Linked DNA regions of Mus musculus: region 1 is linked to region 2. A link is a contact called in public HiChIP or PLAC-seq data. All regions are on one chromosome and are shown on one strand. The core of a region is the stretch at or near the end of the contact, and the rest is flanking DNA. Distances in the headings are between cores, read along the strand shown. Region 1 overlaps Agap2 (ArfGAP with GTPase domain, ankyrin repeat and PH domain 2). Region 2 holds the start of Gli1 (GLI-Kruppel family member GLI1).

Region 1 (4,021 bases), core at 707-3,206, 250 kb before region 2:
TGTTCTGCTGACTTCTAAGTCCCAGGGTCCCGATCCCAGCCTCTTGCCCCCTTTCCTACTGTCCACACAAATTCTGACACCCCTTTCCCCACTGAGAGCACGTTTCTCTCTGGTCACAGTCCCTGCCCCCCTGCCCTGTCCTCCTCCGGGTGCTTGGACCCAGGTTCCAGACCTGCCTATTCTCACGGCTCTTGGCTTCCGCTCCACTCTGCTCCGGGGCCACTGACTTCAGTTCTGCTTTCTCTCCCCATCTGTCTGTCCTGCTTTGTCTCTGGCACTCTCTGTCACTGTCTGTCTGTCTCTCTCTCCATCTGCCTCCTTCTCTTCTTGGTCTCTCTCTCTTTCTGTTTGCTCTTCATTCTGTCTCTATCTTCTTCGCTTCGGGAAACCAGCCAAGCGCAAAATGTGGAAACTAAAATCCTTTGGTAGTTTAAGAAATATTTATAAAGCAGGTAACAAGTGGGAGCCGGGAGGGGTGCTCAGCTGGGGTGCAGAGGGGTGGGGGGCCCTGCCTCTCCCTGCATGTGCTCGGGCTTCCTGCTATTTCCCACCCTCTGCTCCCCCTTCCTTCTACTGTCCCCCTCCTAAGGGCTCCAAGGACATCAGGGAGGAAGGGTTTGGGGGAAGGCCTCCTGCTTGAACTCTGCCCCTCATGACCTCTCCATCCACCCACTCAGAGGAAAACTTTGAGTTCCTGATCGTGTCCAGCACTGGTCAGACGTGGCACTTTGAGGCAGCCAGCTTTGAGGAGCGGGATGCTTGGGTTCAGGCCATTGAGAGTCAGATCCTGGCCAGTCTGCAGTGCTGTGAGAGCAGCAAGGTCAAGGTAACCGATTTGATGCTATGGATGGAGGCTAGCAGGAGAGGCTGGGGGGAGGGTCAGAGGTACGCTGTGCCAGAGCTAACTTCAACTCCTCTGCAGCTGCGCACTGACAGCCAAAGCGAAGCTGTGGCCATCCAGGCGATCCGCAACGCAAAGGGAAACTCGACCTGTGTGGACTGTGGAGCTCCCAGTAAGTGCAAGGGCACCGCTGAGGGAATTGGAGGGTGGGGTCCCAGAGTACGGAGTTAGCTGCAGTTCGTTGAATGGTGGGGTGTTTGTCTTACTGTTGCATCCTGTCTCAGACCCCACGTGGGCCAGTTTGAATCTGGGCGCACTCATCTGCATCGAGTGTTCTGGCATCCACCGGAACCTGGGCACACACCTGTCCCGAGTGCGTTCACTGGATTTGGATGACTGGCCGCGGGAGCTGACCCTGGTGCTGACGGCCATTGGCAACGACACAGCCAACCGCGTGTGGGAGAGCGACACTCGAGGCCGTGCCAAGCCTACACGGGACTCTTCGCGGTAAGGATCGAGGATCAGCGTGAGGGTGTACGATTCCTGGGAGGTCCGGATAAGAGGTCCCTTATAACTCTTTTCCTTGGTCCCTGGTGCTGCAGGGAGGAGCGTGAGTCGTGGATTCGCGCCAAGTATGAGCAGCTGCTGTTCCTGGCGCCTCTGGGCACCACGGAGGAGCCGCTGGGCCGCCAACTGTGGGCCGCTGTGGAGGCCCAGGACGTGGCCGCCGTTCTGCTGCTTCTGGCCCACGCGCGACATGGGCCGCTCGACACCAGCGTGGAGGACCCGCAGCTCCGCTCGCCGCTGCACTTGGCGGCCGAGCTCGCCCACGTTGTCATTACACAGCTGCTGTTGTGGGTACGTGAGCGGAGAGGTAGGGAAAGGGAGCCTGGAGGTGGGCTTGGAGGTGTCGGGTGGGCAACATGTGGGTGGAGGTCCCCTGGATGGTGTGTGGTCACACGACCTTTTCCTCCTGCAGTATGGCGCAGACGTGGCGGCCCGCGATGCGCAAGGCCGCACGGCACTGTTCTATGCCCGCCAGGCTGGCAGCCAGCTGTGTGCAGACATCCTTCTCCAGCACGGCTGCCCGGGAGAGGGCGGCAGCACGGCCACCACGCCCAGCGCGGCCACCACCCCCAGCATTACCGCCACGCCCAGCCCGAGGCGCCGGAGCAGTGCTGCCAGCTTGGGCCGCGTGGACACCACGATCGCGCTGGTATAGTTGCCCAGCAGCGGGAGAGACACCCCCCACCCCCGCGCGGGCCGGGCACGACTACACCGGGTGGACCGTTGGACAGATGCACCCACTCACCTCTCCAGTCCGCACCCCGCCCCACGGGAGCACTTTCTACCCCCACGAGGGCACAGCCCCGCACGCCTCCCAGGAGACACAAACTCACCTCCCTCTCCCCAGTGAGGCATGGAGACCCTAGCTCATCACGCCCCTACTTCACAGCTTTCTTACTTGGATTGCCCTGGGTCTACCTGCTGGGTGTTTGTAGGTGGGCACTCCCTTGCAGCTGTTCCGGGCTCCAAGGTGTTTGGACTTGCTGGCTTGTGCCCCCCCTAGGGGCGGGGAAAAGATCCAATCCTGCCTGCGTTCTACAATCGGGTGGCGGGAGCCGAATCCCAGGCTGGCTCCTGGGGCAACTCCACGCCAGAGGGAGGGGTTAGTACGTGGAAGACTAGCCCTGAGATTTGGGACCAACTTGGGGACCCCACCCCTTCCATGCTAATCTCACTGCCCAGTGAGGGGGGAGGGCAGCGAGGGGCAGGACCCCTGCTGCCCATGGAGGTGGAGGGGTCCCCAACCCTTTCCGTGAAAGGGACCATGAGGAGTGGAAATCAGATATCCCCCCTCTACCTATCTTATGAATGGAAGCTAAAGAGCCAGGGGGAGCCGAGAGCCTGGGTCCTTCCCCTTACGATCATGGGGTAGAGGGAGAAGGATTGGAACAGGAGGTGACTAGAGAGGGGCCTTGTAATTTATTGCTTTGTTCCCCAACATGGGGATGGGGTGGGTAGGGGCGAGGGGAGGGCATATCAGGGTAGGGGAAGCCAGGGGTGGGCAGGGGTGGGGTAGGGTGGGGGTGCTCTCGGGTTGTGTCTGTGACCGTGACTGCGTACCTGTGACTGTGCAGCGCCCGTGGTGATCTGGGGTAGGGGGCACCCCTACAACGGGACCCCTCCCCCATAATCCTTTCTGTCCAGCCCCTCTCTCCCTGGAGCAGCTCCAGGTCCGTTTTTTCTATCCTTTGCTCCCTCCCAGCCAGGGCTGAGAGGGTGTGTAGTGGTTGGGAGGACTTTAAGGTCCTGGCCCCCATCCCCAGAAAGGGAGAGGTGGTGTGGACTTATCTGGCCCAGCCCTGCCACCCTTAGTCAGCCCGGCTTTGGGCTGTCTGTGTCAGTGGTTTCCGGTCTTTTTTTTTTTTTTTTTTTTTTTTTTTCCTGGCTAAAATATTTTGCAAAAGACCAGGTAATTGGGGAGTGGAGTGAAGAGGGGGCAGGGGTTACCCCCCTCACCTCCAAAGCAGGTGGTGTGAATCTTAACAGCAATTAAAGAGCAAGTGATTTTGTCTAGGGGGTGAGATGCTGGTCTGTTATTCGACAGGCAGGTGAGGGTGTGGTCTCCATGTTGGGGATGGGAAAGGATTAAGCAGAAGTTCTGGTTTCTGGGCTGGGGCTAAGACAGCACCCATGGGCACAGAGGTAGTTCCAGCTTTGTACAACAACCCTGGGTTTATGAGGTAGGAGCAACAGTGGGAACCCAAGAGCAGATGTTAGATGCACAATTGATGCTGAGCCTGGGAAGGAGTTGGAGCCTGGTGTTTGGAGAAAGAGACAGGCCTCGGGAGTTGAGGACTGAGAAGGTGGGGTTGTTGGACAAGTGAACCCAGTGGCCTCTTAGTGTTGAGGGGACCCCTGTAAGTGCAGTGACCCTGGGGAAGATGCTTTGGTCACTAGGCAACAGAGCTGATGGAGGTGGGACAGTAGGGACTGAAGGGGCAAAAGATTTCCCAACCATTCGGCAGGCCCAAAGGTCCACAAGGTCCAGGTATTTGCTCACTTTTATTGTTTTAGGGTCACCTGGTCATGGTGGCCTGGGTCATAGCATGGCAGCTTGCACATAGCCAGCCCTGCCTTTTGTGTGTAGAAGCTGTAAGCACCAGGCCTGATAAA
Region 2 (4,358 bases), core at 289-2,788:
TTCTCGGCCCACCCAAGTCGCCGCCGCAGGCTCTGGCTGCAGACGGCTCAGCTTCCCCGCCCGCCTGGGGAGCCCAGAAAAGCGAGGGGGGGGGTGAAGGGTGGAACATTCTTCCCTCTCTCAGCGCATCCTGAAAGCAGGCAGTAGCGCCCGGGGGGGGGGGGGAGGCACTATTGGAAAGTGGGGTCCCTATAGTGGAGTGGGAAAAAAGAAACCAGAAACTAAGAGAAAGAAGTGCCTGTGTAAATAAGGTGTGCGCGGAGAGGACACCTTGGATTCCTGGGTATCTCCGCCGGCTTCCTAAGGGTTAACCCCTATAGACCCCCGGGAACCCCCTAGTGACGTCAAGAGTGAGTCGGAGACGTCTGTCCGGCGGGGATGCCCAGAGAGATAATGGAGGGGGGTCCTTCTGAACCCCGCCCCCCTAGGGTAAATCACCCGCGTTCACGAACTTTCTTCCCAGAAGAAAACTGCCCATCTTTTCTCCCCGTACTGGAAGGAAAGACCTATACCATAAAGTCCCTGGTTCTCCGGATGCCCCAAACCCTCGGCCTCTACGGAGTTTCCTTTCCTTGATGCTGTTCCCAAAGCTAACTGTCCTGGGTTGATTGTTTCAGGGTCATGGGGCCTGAAAGAGGATTCAGAGCGGGGAGCAAGGGCAGGCAGGGTGGTCTGAGCCAGAGGAGGGGCCTCGGTCCCCAGATCCCGCTTGGGCGGGGGGCCAACAGGGATACACAAGCTGGCAGTAGCCAGTGGTCCCGCTCTGCCCCAGTAGGGGTCTCCCGGCGCCTGGCTTCAGCTGCCCCGGTGGTCCTGAGGTCAGAGGGTCAAAACAAGGTCTCCCCAGCTCTTCCTCTTCCTCGGGGGCCCTGCCCACAGTCTTTGGGAACTCAGAAGTCCAGAATTCCTAGGGATTTTCTACGGCCTACACCGCATGTTAGGAAACCCACCCAGCCTCCTCCCGAGTCCAAACCCACTCCTTTGCCCCTAAACCCCATGTGCACATCTGTCACAGCCACAGGTCAGGAGTCCAATCCCAGCCCGGCCCTCAGGGGTTCTGTTGCCTGGCACACCGCTACTCCCACCCCACTGAGCGCTCCCTTCTTTTGCGGTGGGTCCCGTCTTAGAAACACTGACGTCTTCCAACGGCGCTCAGAGACGCACCTGGAGTTCCCTCTACCACGCAGACCTCCAGCTGGCCGTCCCAACTGCTTCTTCATCCCAACCTCAAGAAAGGGAGAGATTTCTAGTATGTGGGAGAGGCGCGGACAAAGAGACCTGGGACAGACACAGATTGTCAGAAAAAAAGAAGGGGATGCAGAGAAAAGAAGGCACAAATTAAAGCAAAACAAGAAAACACCCAAACTTCCTAATTGCTCTCCCCAAACTCTCCCAACCCCATATTGCCTCTGAGCCCCAGGTCTCCTTCTGGGATAGGGTGAGTCCCTAGGCGTCAGAGCATCTCCTCAGCCCCTCCCCCATCGCTCCCAGGTGGTCTCCCGCCTGCCCCCCTCTCACCTCCGTCGGGGCGCGGTGCTCGGGATGCGTGGTCCAGGGCTGGAAACTGGGCTGGGGGGGGGGGGAGGTGTGTGGCGGGGAGGGGGGTCACAGGGCCACTGCAGCGCAGCTTCAGTGCCACCCCACCCTCCCAACCTGGCCCCCAGCCCTCCCGCCGGCCCAGCCCGCCGGGCCTCGAGCCGGGACCACCCGCGAGAAGCGCAAACTTTTTTTTTCCCCTTTGCAAAAACTTTTTCTCGCTGTTGCCACCCGCACGCTACGGCTCTTCCCGCTCACTTCCCTCGTATATCCTTCCTTCGGACCGTTCTAGAAGATGAGCTGGGTGGATAGAAGCTAGAGAGGGGGTGCCGGGCTTATGGCACCCCCAGGACCCCCAGGATCCTCCCCCTCCCTTGAGGGACCCTATACTGCCTACTACCCCCCCCCCCGCCCGAACACGCTGCTCTTGGTGGACAGTAAATCCCGGCGCGGATCCCTGGATCGGCTGTCCACGAAGAGGCTCTGAACCAGAGCCAGGAAAACATTGAGGAAAATATTGCGCGGCGGGAGAGGGAGGGGGGAAAGCTCACCCAGAAAGTTAAACCAGAAGCCTCGGTCTTCGGCTTCATTGGTCGTAACTGAGCTTTCCCCATGTCGTGGTCTGTAGGCCAGCCTCACTCTTTGGATGGAACGTGGAGCATTTGGAGAGTTGGGGTTTGGGAGAAAGAAGTTGGGTTGACTGATGTAGAGGAGGGGAGGGGGTGCGACCTATGGAACATGAAGGAAGAACACGGGCTAGAGTTCTAAGTGCAGAATGTGCATTCACAGATCACTGAGGACAGTGGTGCTCTGTGTAGAGTACCTCTCTGGAGAAACTCCGTTCTCCATCTCCAAATTCTGGACGCAGTTGCCACCTCCACACCTCTCTCTTTAAGGCTTTTCGCGCCCTCTGCTGGTCGTCCTAGCACATGGCACCCCTCGGAGTGGAAATGATTGCACTGGCGAACTTAAGGAAATTTGACAGGTTCCTGTCCCCAAAGCCCAATCGGATGCCCAGGGAGCTGCGTGAGCTCAAAGAAACAGAAGGGCACGCCAGGGAAGATTGCGAGCCCCTTGGGTAGTTCGTGATAGGGGAGTACCCTGTCTCTTTGAATCTGTGTTACCATGGTGACTGGACACAGAGAGAGGGCCTCTATTTCAGTTTCCCACCTGAGAAAGACTCAAAAGCATGGCGGGGTGGGGAGAGAGAGTCTTCCCTTAAACAGATCTCTCAGGCCATAGCGCTGTTTTTAAACCACCTTCTTGGCTCTGCAAAGTAAGTGTTTTTTGTTTGTTTGTTTTTTGTTTTTAAATTAAGATGGGCCAAGCAGTGGTGGCATACACCTTTAATCCCAGCACTCGGGAGGCAGAGGCAGGCGGATTTCTGAGTTCGAGGCCAGCCTGGTCTACAGAGTGAGTTCCAGGACAGCCAGGGCTACACAGAGAAACCCTGTCTCCAAAAAAAAAAAAAAAAAAAATTAAGATGAAGACAGGGACACATATGAGACCTAACAAGTGCAAGGAGTCACAGTAGAAACAGATAAGGGACAACACTCCATATAACTGACAAGTTACATCCATGAAATTTACAAGGTACCCACAGCCAGGCCAGACCAGTAACCACAGAGAAAGAGTTCTACACGTGTCATGTGACTTGTCTTACACAGACTGACAGTTTTGGAGCCTTTTGAGTTCTGCGGAAAGGGAAATGCTTTTGTGTTTTGATGACAGACTGTTACTCAGTAGTCCAGGCTGACCCAGAGTTTACTCAGGAGCCCAGGCTGAGCTCAGGCTCACAGCTGTCCAGGCCTCAGCCTCCCCAGTGCTTCGGTGACAAGCACAAACCACAAGACTGCTTTCTCCTGTATTCACTTAAAATTAACTGTTTTATTTCCAGGCTGTCTGGCGCACGCCTTTAACCCCAGCACTCGGGAGGCAGAGGCAGGCAGATCTCTGAGTCTGTCTGGTCTACAGAGTGAGTTCCAGGACAGCCAGGGCTTCACAGAGAAACCCTGTTTTGAGATATATATGTAATTTTTATTTATGAGTACACTGTAGCTGTCTTCTGACACTCCAGAAGAGGGCATCAGATCCCATTACAGATGGTTGTGAGCCACCATGTGGTTGCTGGGAATTGAACTCAGGACCTTTAGAAGAGCAGTCAGTGCTCTTAACTGCTGAGCCATCTCTTCAGCCGTATATGTAATTTTTATAAAATTAGTTTTTATTATGTATTTACTTGATATGTAGAAATGTCTTGCATGTATGTATACATGTATGTATACTGCGTGCATTTCTGGTGTCTGAGGAGGTCATAGAGTAAGGTCAGAGCCTCTGAAAGTGGATTTATGAGAGATCGTGAGCCATCATGTGGTTGCTGGGAATTGAGCTCAGGACCTCTGGAAGAGCAGTCCTTGCTCTTAGCCACTGAGCCATCTTGCCAGCCCCTGATTGGATGATTGCTTTTGAAACAGAGTTTCTCCATGTTGGTCCTGGTTGACCTGGAACTTTCTATGTAGATCAGGCTGGCCTTGAACTTACAGAGATGCCCTTGCTTCTGTCTTCCCAGTGCTGGGATTAAAGGCATGTACTATTATGCACATCTTTCTACTTTCTATTTAAAGTTTTAATTTACCTTTTCATTTTGTTTATTCATTTTGTGCACCCATGGCAGAGGATGTATTTCAGGATTGTCTAGGCACTGTTCTATTGAGGTGACCATGGCAATTCTTTTTTTTTAAATGTATTTATTTAAAGATTTATTTATTTATTATATGTAAGTACACTGTAGTGGTCTTCAGACACCCCAGAAGAGGGCATCA

Evidence for each region. HiChIP or PLAC-seq counts read pairs in DNA pulled down with a chosen protein or histone mark.
Region 1: an HNF4G HiChIP or PLAC-seq map of pancreatic cancer cells shows a contact between it and region 2. The contact joins the enhancer-like site here to the promoter of Gli1 in region 2. A contact is called at or near these places in 1 of 484 Hi-C or Micro-C datasets (differentiating embryonic stem cells), 5 of 115 datasets of contacts at active chromatin or transcription factors (embryonic stem cells, memory CD8 T cells and pancreatic cancer cells) and 1 of 9 other capture datasets (liver).

The regions. Positions count from the first base shown.
Region 1 is chr10:127,089,750-127,093,770 of GRCm38.p6, forward strand. Agap2 (ArfGAP with GTPase domain, ankyrin repeat and PH domain 2) reads left to right here. Exons shown (of 19, transcript NM_001033263.5): 14 at 393-452; 15 at 678-826; 16 at 923-1,013; 17 at 1,126-1,348; 18 at 1,444-1,699; 19 at 1,821-3,421. The coding sequence ends at 2,063. Among named protein-coding and RNA genes, the nearest start is that of Agap2, 13 kb to the left of the region's middle. Within about 2 kb of position 1,957, at least 45 of the 459 cell types and tissues checked have an H3K27ac peak or open chromatin away from gene starts, as enhancers often do. A contact at or near this core is called in pancreatic cancer cells, where this site is marked.
Region 2 is chr10:127,340,041-127,344,398 of GRCm38.p6, forward strand. It overlaps Gli1 (GLI-Kruppel family member GLI1), which reads right to left and starts at 1,539. Exons shown (of 13, transcript NM_010296.2): 1 at 1,519-1,539; 2 at 1,165-1,278.